Linked DNA regions of Mus musculus: regions 2 and 3 are each linked to region 1. The links are chromatin contacts, called in public HiChIP or PLAC-seq maps. All regions are on one chromosome and are shown on one strand. Each heading gives the region's core, a stretch centred on a gene start, on an enhancer-like site or on the middle of the called end of the contact. The rest is flanking DNA. Distances are from core to core; before and after follow the strand shown.

Region 1 (4,208 bases), core at 869-3,368:
GAATACAGGCATTATCATTTCCTTAAGATCATTCTGAGGTCCACGATGTCTACCAGGCCAGCTGTTTTTTCAGTCACGCTGAATAAATTGTTTTTCTCTGCTTTTCAGCCTTAACCCTAATTGACATATTGAAGAAAGTTGTCAAGCCAAGGCACCTGGCTGGGGCCACCAGAGCCCTTACTTTTGTCCTGAAAACCCCCACCCTACATTCCCACTCACAGTGATTGATATTAGAAGCTGTTGATCCCTGTGAACCGTTATCAGTTAGACTTCCTAGTTTCAGGCATTCTAACAGATAGGTAATGTTCCTTCATTGTGGCTTGGCTTGGCATTTCCTTCACAGCAAAGGATTCTGGGCCTTGTGTTTGGTACCTATATATCTCTGTCTTCTTTGATAAATTACTGGTCAGATGTTTCTTCTACTTTTTTTTTTTAACAACTAAGCTGTTTGCTTTCTTTCTGAACTTTATGAATATGTATATATATATATATATATATATATATACATAGATGAAATGTATATGTTTCTGTATTGATATAAGCCAGATAAATGTTTCTCCCAAAATATCATTTTATTTCCTCTTTTCTTTCAGTGAGAACCAAGAAATTTCATTTCTTAACATTGCCCTGGAGAAATTATTAATTTATGTTTTAAGTTACTTATTCTAGTCTATTCACTATGGGGAAAACCAGAAGCACAGAAAAACTGGGACAACACAATCCGGTTAAATAATGTGTGCTGATTTACCAAATGGAAGGTGATGCCATCCTAAAGGACTGTGGCACTAAAGTCTGTGGCTTTGGTTTTTTATGGTGGTGAGGAAAAAGCACGCTGCACCTCTGAGATGCCAGCCTTGATGATAGCGAGACCGAAACTGCCTTTTATTTCCTTTTTTATGTGAGGTTTTACGTCTAGAAGGTAGGCAAATAACAACTTATTTGAAGATTAAATATTTTAATCTGAATTCTTCATAACCATGATGAGGCCTGTGTCAGAGACCATGGGGACCGCTAGTTTCCTGAGAGGGCGATCAGTGCAGCTCCATAGCTGTGCTGTTTGCTCTCATCCAACTTGGTATTTACTGCCCAGCAGTGCATTCTGGGAGCTCTTGCGACTGTGTGCTGTAAGCAGGTGTGTAAGGACTGATTACCCATCATCAGGAAAAGCAAGGAAGGACCACTAATCTAGGCATCTTCCTACTGTTCGTGAGCCCGTTTCCTGGTTGGTGTTATGCTCCTGAACACTAAGCTTAGCCTGGTTTAAAGTCTTGTCAGCGCTACCTGGATGTGGTCTGACCCTGCTGAGTCCCCTGTCTCCCTATTGGCTTTGCTGTTGTTACACAGGAGCTATCGAAGAACCTGGAGCTGAGCACGAACAGTTTCCAGCGGCAGCTGCTCGCTGAAAGGAAAAGAGCATTCGAGGCTTACGATGAAAATAAAGTTCTTCAAAAGGAGCTGCAGCGGCTCCATCACAAGCTCAAGGTAACCACGCTCTTTTCGACGGCGGCATGATTTCTCACGCCATCTAAACCACATGAAAACCTCGTACTTAAAATAATGGTCACCCTTCATACTTGCTACTGTATAATCTACCAAATTCTATTACCTGTCACTTAGAAGCAAAGCATTGTTAATATAGTTGCTATAACGAAGTAAAATACTGTATATGCCAACAGGAGCAATGTAAGTGAAATGAATAGCAGAGTTCCAGAAGAGGATCATGGGAAGGAGCATGCGCAGCACACTCTTGAATGATCTAGCATTCTTCTGCACGGGACCGGGGCAGGGCTTGCTTTTAAAGTTCCTTTTGTTTAAAGGCGACACAGTTCACATTAGTTAATTGTGTTAAACACGATTGCATTTTACAGAGGTCATTGATGGACTGAAATTTTGCTCAGAATTCTGCAGAAATATGCATTATCTTATATAGTTTTCTCTTGGAGCACCAAGTTCTCAGAAAAAGGCATCATTCCCATATTGTGAAGGAGCTCTTGGGTTCAAAAGTCTGATCCAACTTTTAAGTCATTAGTAACTCAAAATCCATGCGTGAGAGAGGCTCTGCCCTTGTCTCTGTGGCTGAGCCTGGATGACAGCTAGGCATTAGTCACTCTGTGGGTGAGGAAGTAGAACTTGTGGTATTTGCATCCTCTTCCTTCTCCCTTCTCCCTCTTTTCCCCTTGCCTCCTGCCTCCTTCCCCAAACCCCGCCCCTGCTACCCCCTCCATTTGCGCCTTCAGTTCCTCCTCCCAGGAGATCTTTCTTTCTCCAGTTAGATAGTTACAGTGGAGGACTGACCTAGAGGTAGTTCAGTCTGATGGAGAAGACACCCGTCAACACAATGAGGATATTTAATTTCAAACTGCTCACCTTCCTTCCCTGTATTGGGTTTGTTTTCAGGAAAAGGAGAAAGAATTGGATATAAAAAACATCTATGCTAATCGCCTGCCCAAATCCTCTCCAAAGAAAGAGAAAGAAATCGAAAGGAAACATGGTATGGAAGGATTATTGCTGCAACTGAAGCTGTTACTAACTAATGGGTTCTAAAGTGAAGGGGGGAGGGAAGGAGTGTCCTTGGAATATATTTGATCTTTTGTTATGGATCAGATTTTCTTGGAATCACATTGCTTTCAACTTTTGTTTTTGTTAAAGAGGGGACCAGGACTGGGGAGATGGCATGGGGGGTTAAGAGGGCTGCTCTTGCAGAGCACTCTTAGATGCCTCACAGTGACCTGAAACTCCAGCTCCAGGGGGTCTAACACCCTCTTCTGGGCTCTTTGAGCACCCAGACAGACCTGGCACACAAACACATAGACAACCTGTATACCTAAATTAAAAAAAAATTAGAATGTGTAAAATTAAAAAGATAGAGTTTATGCAGTCTTTGAAAAACTTGAATACGCCAATGCCCAGCTTTTATGTTATCCTTAAATAAGCTGAGTTTTAGTAAAAGGTTAAAAACCTTCTTATTTATGAAGCACCTACCTCTCACAGTTGCACTCTCTACTGCAACCATTTCACTCCCCCTTTCTACTTCCTAGTGTATTTTGGAACAAATCCCAAATAGCATTCACTTCACTTTGCTTCATAGTTTGTATTATTGTGCACTTGTCCTGTTTTAAAACAAAAGTATAAATCTCCTGTAAATTACAGAATTTTTTAAAGTATCAACTTTGCGAAAGATTATTAGCATCTGTGTATGTATAATTGCCCTCAAATCATAATTGCTAGCTTTCACGAACAAAATGTGTGCTCCCGTTGGGATGAGTGTTGCCGATTGAATGTACAGCCACGGTATTAGAAAGCTTGTCTATGGTTTTCTTGGTAGTATCCTGCCAGAGTGACTTTACAGACCAGTGTACAAAAGGAGTACAGACCGCTGAAGACTTTGAGCTGGAGGACTTTCCTTTCACAGCCCAGACAGTTCTCTGCTATGAAAACAGATGGGATGAACCAGAATATCTCTCTTCGGTGAGTTTAGCACAATGACTGGAGCCAAACTCCAGGAAAGCTGTTTGCACCAATGTGGTCGGAAGTTCCTGACAGACGTCCCCACCTCTCGCTGGTCCTGTGTCCTCTGGGGAGGTGTGCTAGGCACCTTCTTGTTTCTGTGACCAAGCATCTCATAAGATACAACCCACGGAAGGAGGGGTTCATTCTGGCTTTTGACTTGAGGGAATGTCTTCCATTATGGTGGGGGACATGAGACATCTAGTCAGGAAGCAGAGAGGAGTGTGGCCACTCAGTCAGCCTCCTCTTTTTCTCTTTTGTCCCCAGCCATTAGGGTAGGTCCCTACACATTCCACATGGGCCTTCCTCCTCAGTTAAGTTCCTCAGGGATACATTCAGATGTGCATCTCCTAGACAACTGATTCTAAGCTGACAATGAAGGTTAACCATGATGGGCTGGGGGGGGGGGGCTAGTGAGTCAGTTTATAACATTATTTGAGTTAAATACTACAGAATTAATTATTAATTTGAGATTTTAGACAAAATGTAGATGTAAAAGATTTATTCAGTATGGCTGTCAGTCGCCTGTGTTCTACAATTCACTATCAGTCATCGTAGTTGGCTACCATAGCTGGGTAATTGCCATTTCTAGTTAGCTGGATAGACATATTTAGTTGTAAAAATAGACAAACCCAAGCTACCTTTACAGCTTACCTCTTGACAGTTTCATGTAGATTTTGGGGTTTATTTTTATTATATTG
Region 2 (4,208 bases), core at 1,243-3,742, 180 kb before region 1:
CTGATCCACTCCAATGGAACAGGGTGCGACCCTTCCACCTGAAATGGATGAGATGCCTGTGGAGCTGAAGGCGTCCCTGTGCTGTCCACAGAAAGGATCCAGTTTCCCACAGCAATGTCCTGCCACCTGTCACATACCCGATGCTTCAGAGGCTGATCTAACTGGGCTACACAGTTTGGCCCCATCCATCCTAGTAACTTGACTTTTGCTTCTTCAAGGCTCTTGACGACTTTTTTACAGGGAAAATACTTCTAGGGGCAGCAGGATAAGGAAAGTTTTCTAAGAATTCATTAAATCCCAAGGCAGAGTTTTTACACTACAGGAGGAAGTAAACATTTCTTATTGGCAAAAATGAGCTAATTACGGTGGTTTTAATTTTGATTAATAAAGATACTTGAGCCTAGTCACAATGACTTACAACTTATACCCTAACCTGCAATTCCTTTTGGGTCAACCCAATAGCTGTAGCTTTATTTTGAACAGCAGTTTATATGCATTTCTACTAGTCCCCCACTCTGGTCACTGAGACATGTTAAACATCAGCACTGGCCATCATGAATAGTATGTACCCTCTGTTTCTATACCCATCTCTAATAAAGTACAAACACCTAATGCTCTAACAACAACTCCTAGCCTTTCTCTTCATGTCATGACTTATATAAGAAGAGCTTTGGGAACAGTCACAACCCTGCTCAAAGAGCTGAAAACTAAGAGCTGACGTGTGGCTCTGAGGCAGTTCACCTGCAGATGAGGGCACAAACTGGGAAAGCTCAGACTGGGGGTTGGACAAGATGAAGAGTTCAGAATGGAGTGAGTTTAAGGACCACAGAATTGAGCTTAAGACGATGGGAAACTTTCCACAGGCGACATGGACAACACGAAGCAGACAACTATCATGGCTGCAGAACTCTATATCACAGGACCATGGCAGCTATGCCCAGGTGGTTCAAAGCCTTCCTGCCTGGCTTCTCACTCTCTTTTCTGCCTCTACACCCACCAAAACATACTATTACCTCTTCTCCACCCTAATGACAACCCAGCCACTTACAGCATCTGTGGTTCTCTGCACTGGTGCTCTTTAAAAGGACCGCGGTCCCAAAATAAACACGTGTGTGGCATTTAAAGCTGTGGTAAAAGTTAAATCCCAACCGACTCAGCAGGAAGATTTTGTTTCTTAACCTAAGAAATAAGCGAGGTGGATAACTAGACAAACTGACTTCGCTTTCTCATATACCACCCAGCAGGAAGGCACCAAAACAGATTTTAGATATTCACAGCAATCCCTTGCTGATAATCTTTTTTTTCTTTCTAAATATGAATTCTGTTTTCTAATCAGCTATCAGTGGGGAATAATGATTCAAGAATAATTACCTCTCCAGTCTGGCCCTCAGACGTTTTAATGAAGAAACATGCTTAAAAAGTCAGAACACAATAAGCGCGTGCTCCCCTCTTCCCTTCCAAAGCAGAGAGAGGGACAGGATGGAAGACTGACAGGCACCCTCGAACTCCATTACATACCACACAATTCTCTAACGGCCCCCGTCTGTGCTGCTGAATTTGCAGCTGCTCTGAGCTCCACTCTCTGCTAGGCCTACGGCCCTGAAAAGTGCTGCATGAAGGCACTGCCTTTACTGTAAAGGATCCAAATGTACCCTGGGTTACACACCCACAGCGTTATGGGCAACAGAGGGAAAGAGTGTGGTATGGGAATGGTGCGGCCACTTACTCCACAGTATCGATCCCCATTAAATATCTGAGGTGGCAGAGGGTTGCCCTGCGCAGGCTTCTTCTCAGGGGGAATGTTTTTGTACATCCACTGCCTCTGTTCTTCCGACATGGTGATGTCCACTTCCTCGAACTCTATCTTGTTGGCTTCCAGAAACCGAACCACATCCTGCTGCTTCTTCTTGATCTAGAGAGAAGATAAACAAAGAGAGATGCTTACCTGGTGCACACATTTGCAGATTAGCCTGTTCTAGATTCCCTGTGGTCCGAGGGGATATGCACACTGCTCTCATTGTCTAGGCCAGGACAGAACCAGCTCTAATGCAGTGACTCCCACACCTAGACAACCCAAGAGGCTGAGGCTCAACCCTGATGCCCGCAAGGACAGAGGATGAGGGGACAGGTGAGATGGGATGGGCCACTCTCCACCTCCCCATCCTTCTGAAAGCTGATATTTACAATCAGGTAAGCCCCCACAGCTTAGGACCATTTGTAGGATCATTTGTAAGCCATGCATATCCCATCTGAGATGGACACTTCGGTGACCAAGGAAGAGCAGCAACCCTGCTATTCCTCTTGGGTTTTCCACAGCTACAATCATGACCAGGAAATAATTCTTTTATCAATTCACAAGAGGAAACATGACTCCCTCCTCACTTCTGTGAGGGTGAGACTAAGCCACAAAGCATCTTTCAGCCAACTCTGTCTTAACCCTTTTTATTCCTCCTCTGATTCTCCAAGGTTCCCTCTCCAGTCACTAGGGGTCAGCTGCGCTCCTCAGCAGCTTCGGCTGCATCAGCATGTCCTCGGATGAAGCCAGTATTCACTGTGTTAAACATGTCTTAAGCAGATTAAACATAAAACATGGCTGCCTTTTCTAAGTGACCAAAGAAGCAGCAATTTAAAAAAAAAATGTAAGGAATGAACAGACAGCCCAAAGCCTGAAGAACAAACTCTCACACAGATTTCCTCTACCTCCATCCATAGGTCCCCTTAGAGATCACCAGCAGTATGTGACTCTGAGGTTGGAAATCTGTAATATGCTATAATAAAATGGCTCTGATCAGCGGGTCTGAGAATGACTAACAGGACGGGGCAGTTCTCCAGACGCAGATAAAGTGCTGCCAAATAGCACATTGATAAGCCCACATACATGAAGCTGAGCTTCCTGTGTGGTGTTATAAATGAAGCCATCTTTCATTTTTAAAAAAAGAGACTGTTTTCCCTCACATGGGATGCATAATTTCAGAAATGTGCTTTTATTGTTTTGAAACTTTAACCTGAGGGCAAAAACAATTACTCACTCAGCGTGAAAACTAAGAAAGTGATTTTACTGCTTCTGTCTTACAGTTAAGAAAGCCAAGGTCAAGAGTGATTCCCCAGTGTTTGATCGAGGTCTGACGGCTGGTGTGCTGTTAAAACACTCAGTGCCACTCTCCTGCCTTATACCCTCCTTTTGTCATCCTCCCTCTGCCCTGAGGGACCATGCACACTTCTGGGCAGGGCTTTCATGATCCACTTCCTGAATGTAAAAAGCCCCAAATTCTGAGATCATAAAGCAGTGGCCTACAGTCCTGCTAACCCAGGCAGCACGTGTCAGAATCCAGAGGAGTGGGAATGGAGCTCAGCTTCTTAAGACTGCCCTGACCCTCATATGGGTCCCATAACTGTCAGGGGGTAGGGGTGGCAAAAAACAGTAACAGGTTTTGAACTCACAACAGGTCAAATACTAATTCCAACTCAACATATAATGAGCCTGGGGTGGCAGCATTCATCCATGAGGTATGGCATGACGTCCCTGCATCCTAGGTTCTGAACAGAATGCTCTCATCACAACACTCATGGCTGACCAATGCTGCCTGAAGCACCTTGGCTGGAGAATACTGTGTGTTACGAGAGGCACATTTTATATTTCGTACATGTAATATATTTAGGAGCATTATCTTGTTGGTGTATTTGTAACCTTTGCTACTGGAAAAGTACCACATGATGAATGATGAAATCTTGTCTCAGTCTGTAGTGGTGGCTGTAATGAAACACCACAGACCGGGTGACCTATGAAACAGGGAAGTCTGTTTCTGCTCATTCTGGAAGCTGAGAAGCCCAGGATCAAAATGTTAGCCCAGGATCAAAATCTGACCATTTCCTGGGTCACGGATGGAAGGAGCCCTTCTGTATGACCCCACTTGGAGGAAGAAACAAGTCAGGTCCCTGGGGCCTTATCCTTAGGGACACTAATCTCATTCCTCACCTCTCAACAGCTTCCTCCTGATTCCATCATATCAGACACCAGATTTAAACACATACATTGGAGGGGACACAAACAGTCCACACACAGCAGCATCTTTATAAAGGCTCCCAGTGCATGTCCCAATACTACTCCAGGTAAAAGCCTACAAGTGAGACTCATGAGCCCCCTGCCTCTGCCCTTTTGGCACATCTAACTGGCATGTGCTACCACAACAGGCACGATGAGTAGCATT
Region 3 (4,208 bases), core at 431-2,930, 150 kb before region 1:
TTCAAATGGAATAGACTGGTATGAGCTGTACCCACATTTACTCAACTGACGAAAGCATTTTAAAAGGACAGCACAATTGTGAGGGCCTCAAAAGCCTTCCTGGTACAGGAGAGAGAGAAGGGCAGAGCTCGGGCACCACTGGTCCCCACACTAGGCAGCACACAAGAACTTGTTTCCTCAACTTAGGTCCGTGCACAAAACATTAAAGCCCAGACTCAAGTCACACAGTAGGCAGGCACTAAATACATGTGTGTTTATGGAACTGATAAAATTGGTTACAGGATGCAAGTCTGGATACATGATGGAGAAGACAGGTAATTTACCTGTGACTTTCCCAACACAACTGAAGATCAACATTGGAGCTTGCTGCTTCTGAAATCAGTAAGCTCCTTTTGAAATAATTACCGAAGCTGGTAAGTTCATGGTAAAGACCAAAAGCTCTATAGTAAGGAATTCATTTCAATAAATCTATCTAGGAGATAGTACATTTCATGAGGCTCAGCTTTAACAGGGAAAAATCTTTTAAAGGCACCTATGACTAAGCAATAACAAAAAGGGAGGATTTTTGAGAACCAGGACATGCCTGCACATACAGGTAGGCCAGCATTTTCCCAGCTATTGTGTCCTTGTATCAAAAAAGATTGGGTTAAGAGCTTCAGTAGTTTACGGGGATTTTCCAAGTAGTATTTTATTCCGCCTTCTACCCCACCCACTTAAATTCTAAGACAGTCTGCCTACTGAGCAGGCAACCAGCCAGCCTAAACTTTAAACCAATCATTCTTGTACTTTTTTCTATATCTGATTAAGTAACTGACAAAGTAGATTTTTGGAGATGTAGTTTAACTCTTGGCTAAGGAAATCAAGTCTTAGCAATCACATGAAACATAACTGACACACTACAGGCGCATTACATGTGTCTTAGTATACATGTGCACTATTTCTAGTTATTTAACTTCTTCTAAAGAACAATATTCCTAAAAGAAGTCAACACTCGACAAACAGAGTAGCTAAAAATAGAAAACACAATTTATTCTTAAAATGAAATTTACCACAGCACTGGAGGAACAAGGGAAGGACCATATGTAAAAGTATTTGTAACACCCTAGGCTAAAAAACAACAAAGAAAATAAATTAACTGCGACCTAACAGGACAAGTGTGGTTTGCTCAGGTGTAAAACTAAAAAGGACTTGCTGGGGACGAGAGGATGTAGAGCAATTTTTTAAAATGGGTTTCCTCCAGACGCCAGGTCAGCAAATCAAAGTAGTCTAAACTGCCATAGGAAACATAAGCCGACGGGGTGTCCCAAGTCCGGAACCTCTAAACTCAGCAAAGGGCCCCTGGAGCCGACAGCTGCGGCAGGGGACTGGCTCCCTTGGGTCCCCTCGCCAGTTGCCAGTGCGGGGTGTGTGACCCCTGCGTGTCCACCGGGTCCGAGCCCGGCGGTCACCTGCCCGCGCGTCTCCTACGGGCGCACGCGCTGCGCGTCTCCCGCGATCCCGCCCGCTCGGCTCACCGCCACGAAGCCTGAGCATGAGGCGACGAAGACGCGGACCACCATCCTCTCGCTGCGTCAGGGATCGCCGCTGACTCGGTCACAGAAGTTTAACGCGACTGAGGTAGCTGCCGACTCCCGTGCGACCGTCGGAGAAGACCGCAGCGACGCGTCTGGCTCCCGCCGCTCCGCGGATGAAAGCCCAGCGCCTCCGCCGCGGGCTGAGCGAGAGGCGGGTGGGGCCAGGCGGCCGCGGGGGCTGACGGGAGTTGTAGTTTCCTTGGCGCCCAGAGTGACCAGGCACTGCGCTCCTTCTGTCCGGCGCCTGCTTCACGGGAATTAATCGTACACGCAGGTGGTTTAGGAAGGACCCGGAAGCGGGACAAGCTAATTGGCGGGAAGCCAGTTTACAAGAACACAGCAAACAAGACAAAGGGTTGGGTGGAGGATAGTCCAAGCTTGGGTTTTGTTTGCGGTGGAGACGGGTGGAGCATCCTCTATCAGAAACAGCCATGGAGCTGAGGCGACCCACTGTTTTAGAGACACGCAAAGGCTCGCCCCAGAGACCTTGGCAGTTCACGGGCTTGGACAGGCATGGCAGTGGGTTGAGCTTTTGGTGTTTTGTTTCTCCTGCAACCCTGAAAAACTGTTGAAGAGGAGTGTTGTTATTTTTCCTGGAGGCGGTTTTATTATGTAGCCCAGGCTGGCCTGGAACTCAACTTCACCCTCCCTAGCAGGTATTACAAGCATACATCACCACGCCTAGTTTGCAAAGGGAATCTCTTTGGTAAATGAAACAGGCTTTCACTTTATTCTAAAGACACTGAAAACTGGAAAGCCAAATGAGAACAAGACCGATATTTTATTTTTCTTTGCAAAACTGTAATTGTAGTAGAAAAGAATAAGTACTGATAGAAATGAAAATCCCCCTATCAACATTGGGAATCAGAACCCTCCCTCCCCACCCCCTACCCCGCACAATGCCTTTGCCTCTGTGCACCTACTGATATTTACAGTTGAGCCAAATCTGTGTCTTTTTCGAAATCGCTGTGCATTCCAACGCGGTATCCCAGGAGGATACCATTAAAGAGAAAGCTTTCATGAAGTGGCTAATAGGTTCCGAGTAGTGCTTTAGCAGGTTGTATTGGCTTGGCTAAGGCTCAAGCCACTCCTAGTTTTGTGGAAGTGAACCAGTTTCCCTCACACTACTGTATTTACTTTCTTCATTTCACCAAGGGACTTTAGCAGCGTTCAGGGAATGCTGCTAATTAATTCTAGAGAGAAGAAAATTGTGTGATGAAGTCTCCCACGTTTGCAAGTTTCTGGCACAAATGGTTGCTTGAAGGACTTTGGTTTTTAGACTTACTAATATTTCAAGTTGCCAACCTTTCCTGTGGCTTATGTCTTAAATAGTTTTATTTGTATGTATGCATGTATGTATGTATGTATATTTTTGTTTGTGTAGATCCATTTAGCACAGCATACTTGTGGAGGTCATGGGACAACTTTCTCCTTCTACCGTGTGGGTCAGGATTAGCAGCAAGTGTCTTTACCCACTGAGCCATCTCAGTGGCCCCTTCATTGCTTATCTTAATCCACTTTTGTCATAGGCCTCTTTAAACTTAGTAGAGTAAGAATATATAATCCTGGTGGGTCTTTATTTCTTTTTAATGTTAAAAACTTAAATATAAGTTCTGCTGTAGCTATAACACTCTGCAATTGTTCTTTAGCTTTTGCTATCACAAACATGGAAATGAAGGCATATAAAATGTGAAATAATTTTCACAGAAGTAGATACATTATTTCCTGTATAAATATGGGTCTTTACAAAAGGAACCATTCCCTCCCCCCCAAAGTATAGAATTAATGTAGCAATGGAGATAAACAGCTTAACAGTAGAACTCAGAAGCGCTCTGAGGAAAATGGATAAAAGAAATTGACTAAGTCATTTCCTCAGTCAGCAAATTGGAATTGCAACTGGGGAAGTCAGGCAGCACGGAGCTGTGACATAGAACACACGGCTCTGAGGAACTGTGTTAGTCATCTTCCTGTTGTTGTGACGAATCACCTGGTGACCAAGCCAGCTCAATCAGTCAACAGGGTCTCAAGCGAGGGAATGAGGATTTAAAAAGAAGAAAAACAGTTAGACAAAATTATAACCTGACTCCTGCCTGTACGGAGGCTGAAGCAGCGTTATTTCTCTCCAGCCTGCATATATATATATGCACACACACACACACACACACAGATCATTCTAGGTATATCCAAGACAAAAGTAATGGATCGAAGTAGTAAACAAGGAGATCACACAAGAAAGTAATTAAGCAGAGTAGTATGCAAAAAGATCACATAAGGAAATAATTCAGCAAAATAGTAAACAAAGCCCCATGCTCACTGTTACTCTTATCTAGGCCTACTTCCTTGTCTAAGCCCAGTGACAAATACCCAATTCCTAGAAGTCGCACCAAAAGCTCTCAACAACCTGGGATAACTTAAAGAGGGCAAAGGTCAGCCAGGTGTGGTAGCACAGGCCTGCATCCCACCACTTGGGAGACCAAGTCTGGAGGAGGCGAGACCACAGACTTCATGACACCAGAAAGCAAAGGAAGAGAAAAGGAAGTGGATCTCAATGTGCCTCCAGAGTCCGTAGTGGCTTTGCTTTCCCTCCTCTAAGTCCCACTGCATCCTAGTAGAGCCCCCACAGACTGGAGACCA

Evidence for each region. HiChIP or PLAC-seq counts read pairs in DNA pulled down with a chosen protein or histone mark.
Region 2: an H3K4me3 HiChIP or PLAC-seq map of bone marrow-derived macrophages shows a contact between it and region 1, with 5 times the contacts expected there. The contact joins two enhancer-like sites. A contact is called at or near these places in 1 of 39 promoter capture datasets (maxillary cranial neural crest), 9 of 484 Hi-C or Micro-C datasets (the AML12 cell line, Sertoli cells, Th1 cells and 5 more), 7 of 115 datasets of contacts at active chromatin or transcription factors (bone marrow-derived macrophages, embryonic stem cells, large pre-B cells and 1 more) and 3 of 9 other capture datasets (adipose tissue, embryonic stem cells and liver).
Region 3: a contact with region 1 is called in an H3K4me3 HiChIP or PLAC-seq map of bone marrow-derived macrophages, with 2.7 times the contacts expected there. The contact joins the promoter of Sh3bgrl2 here to the enhancer-like site in region 1. A contact is called at or near these places in 3 of 39 promoter capture datasets (the C10 cell line, embryonic stem cells and liver), 1 of 484 Hi-C or Micro-C datasets (the C10 cell line), 5 of 115 datasets of contacts at active chromatin or transcription factors (bone marrow-derived macrophages and embryonic stem cells) and 2 of 9 other capture datasets (adipose tissue and liver).

What each region holds. Positions count from the first base shown.
Region 1 is chr9:83,398,886-83,403,093 of GRCm38.p6, reverse strand. Lca5 (Leber congenital amaurosis 5 (human)) reads left to right here. Exons shown (of 8, transcript NM_027448.2): 4 at 1,345-1,482; 5 at 2,398-2,491; 6 at 3,326-3,468. Among named protein-coding and RNA genes, the nearest start is that of Gm2087, 31 kb to the left of the region's middle. Within about 2 kb of position 2,118, at least 17 of the 459 cell types and tissues checked have an H3K27ac peak or open chromatin away from gene starts, as enhancers often do. A contact at or near this core is called in bone marrow-derived macrophages, where this site is marked.
Region 2 is chr9:83,575,140-83,579,347 of GRCm38.p6, reverse strand. Sh3bgrl2 (SH3 domain binding glutamic acid-rich protein like 2) reads right to left here. Exons shown (of 4, transcript NM_172507.5): 2 at 1,727-1,912. Among named protein-coding and RNA genes, the nearest start is that of Gm39384, 4.1 kb to the right of the region's middle. Within about 2 kb of position 2,492, at least 57 of the 459 cell types and tissues checked have an H3K27ac peak or open chromatin away from gene starts, as enhancers often do. A contact at or near this core is called in bone marrow-derived macrophages, where this site is marked.
Region 3 is chr9:83,545,810-83,550,017 of GRCm38.p6, reverse strand. It overlaps Sh3bgrl2 (SH3 domain binding glutamic acid-rich protein like 2), which reads right to left and starts at 1,680. Exons shown (of 4, transcript NM_172507.5): 1 at 1,515-1,680. The coding sequence starts at 1,559.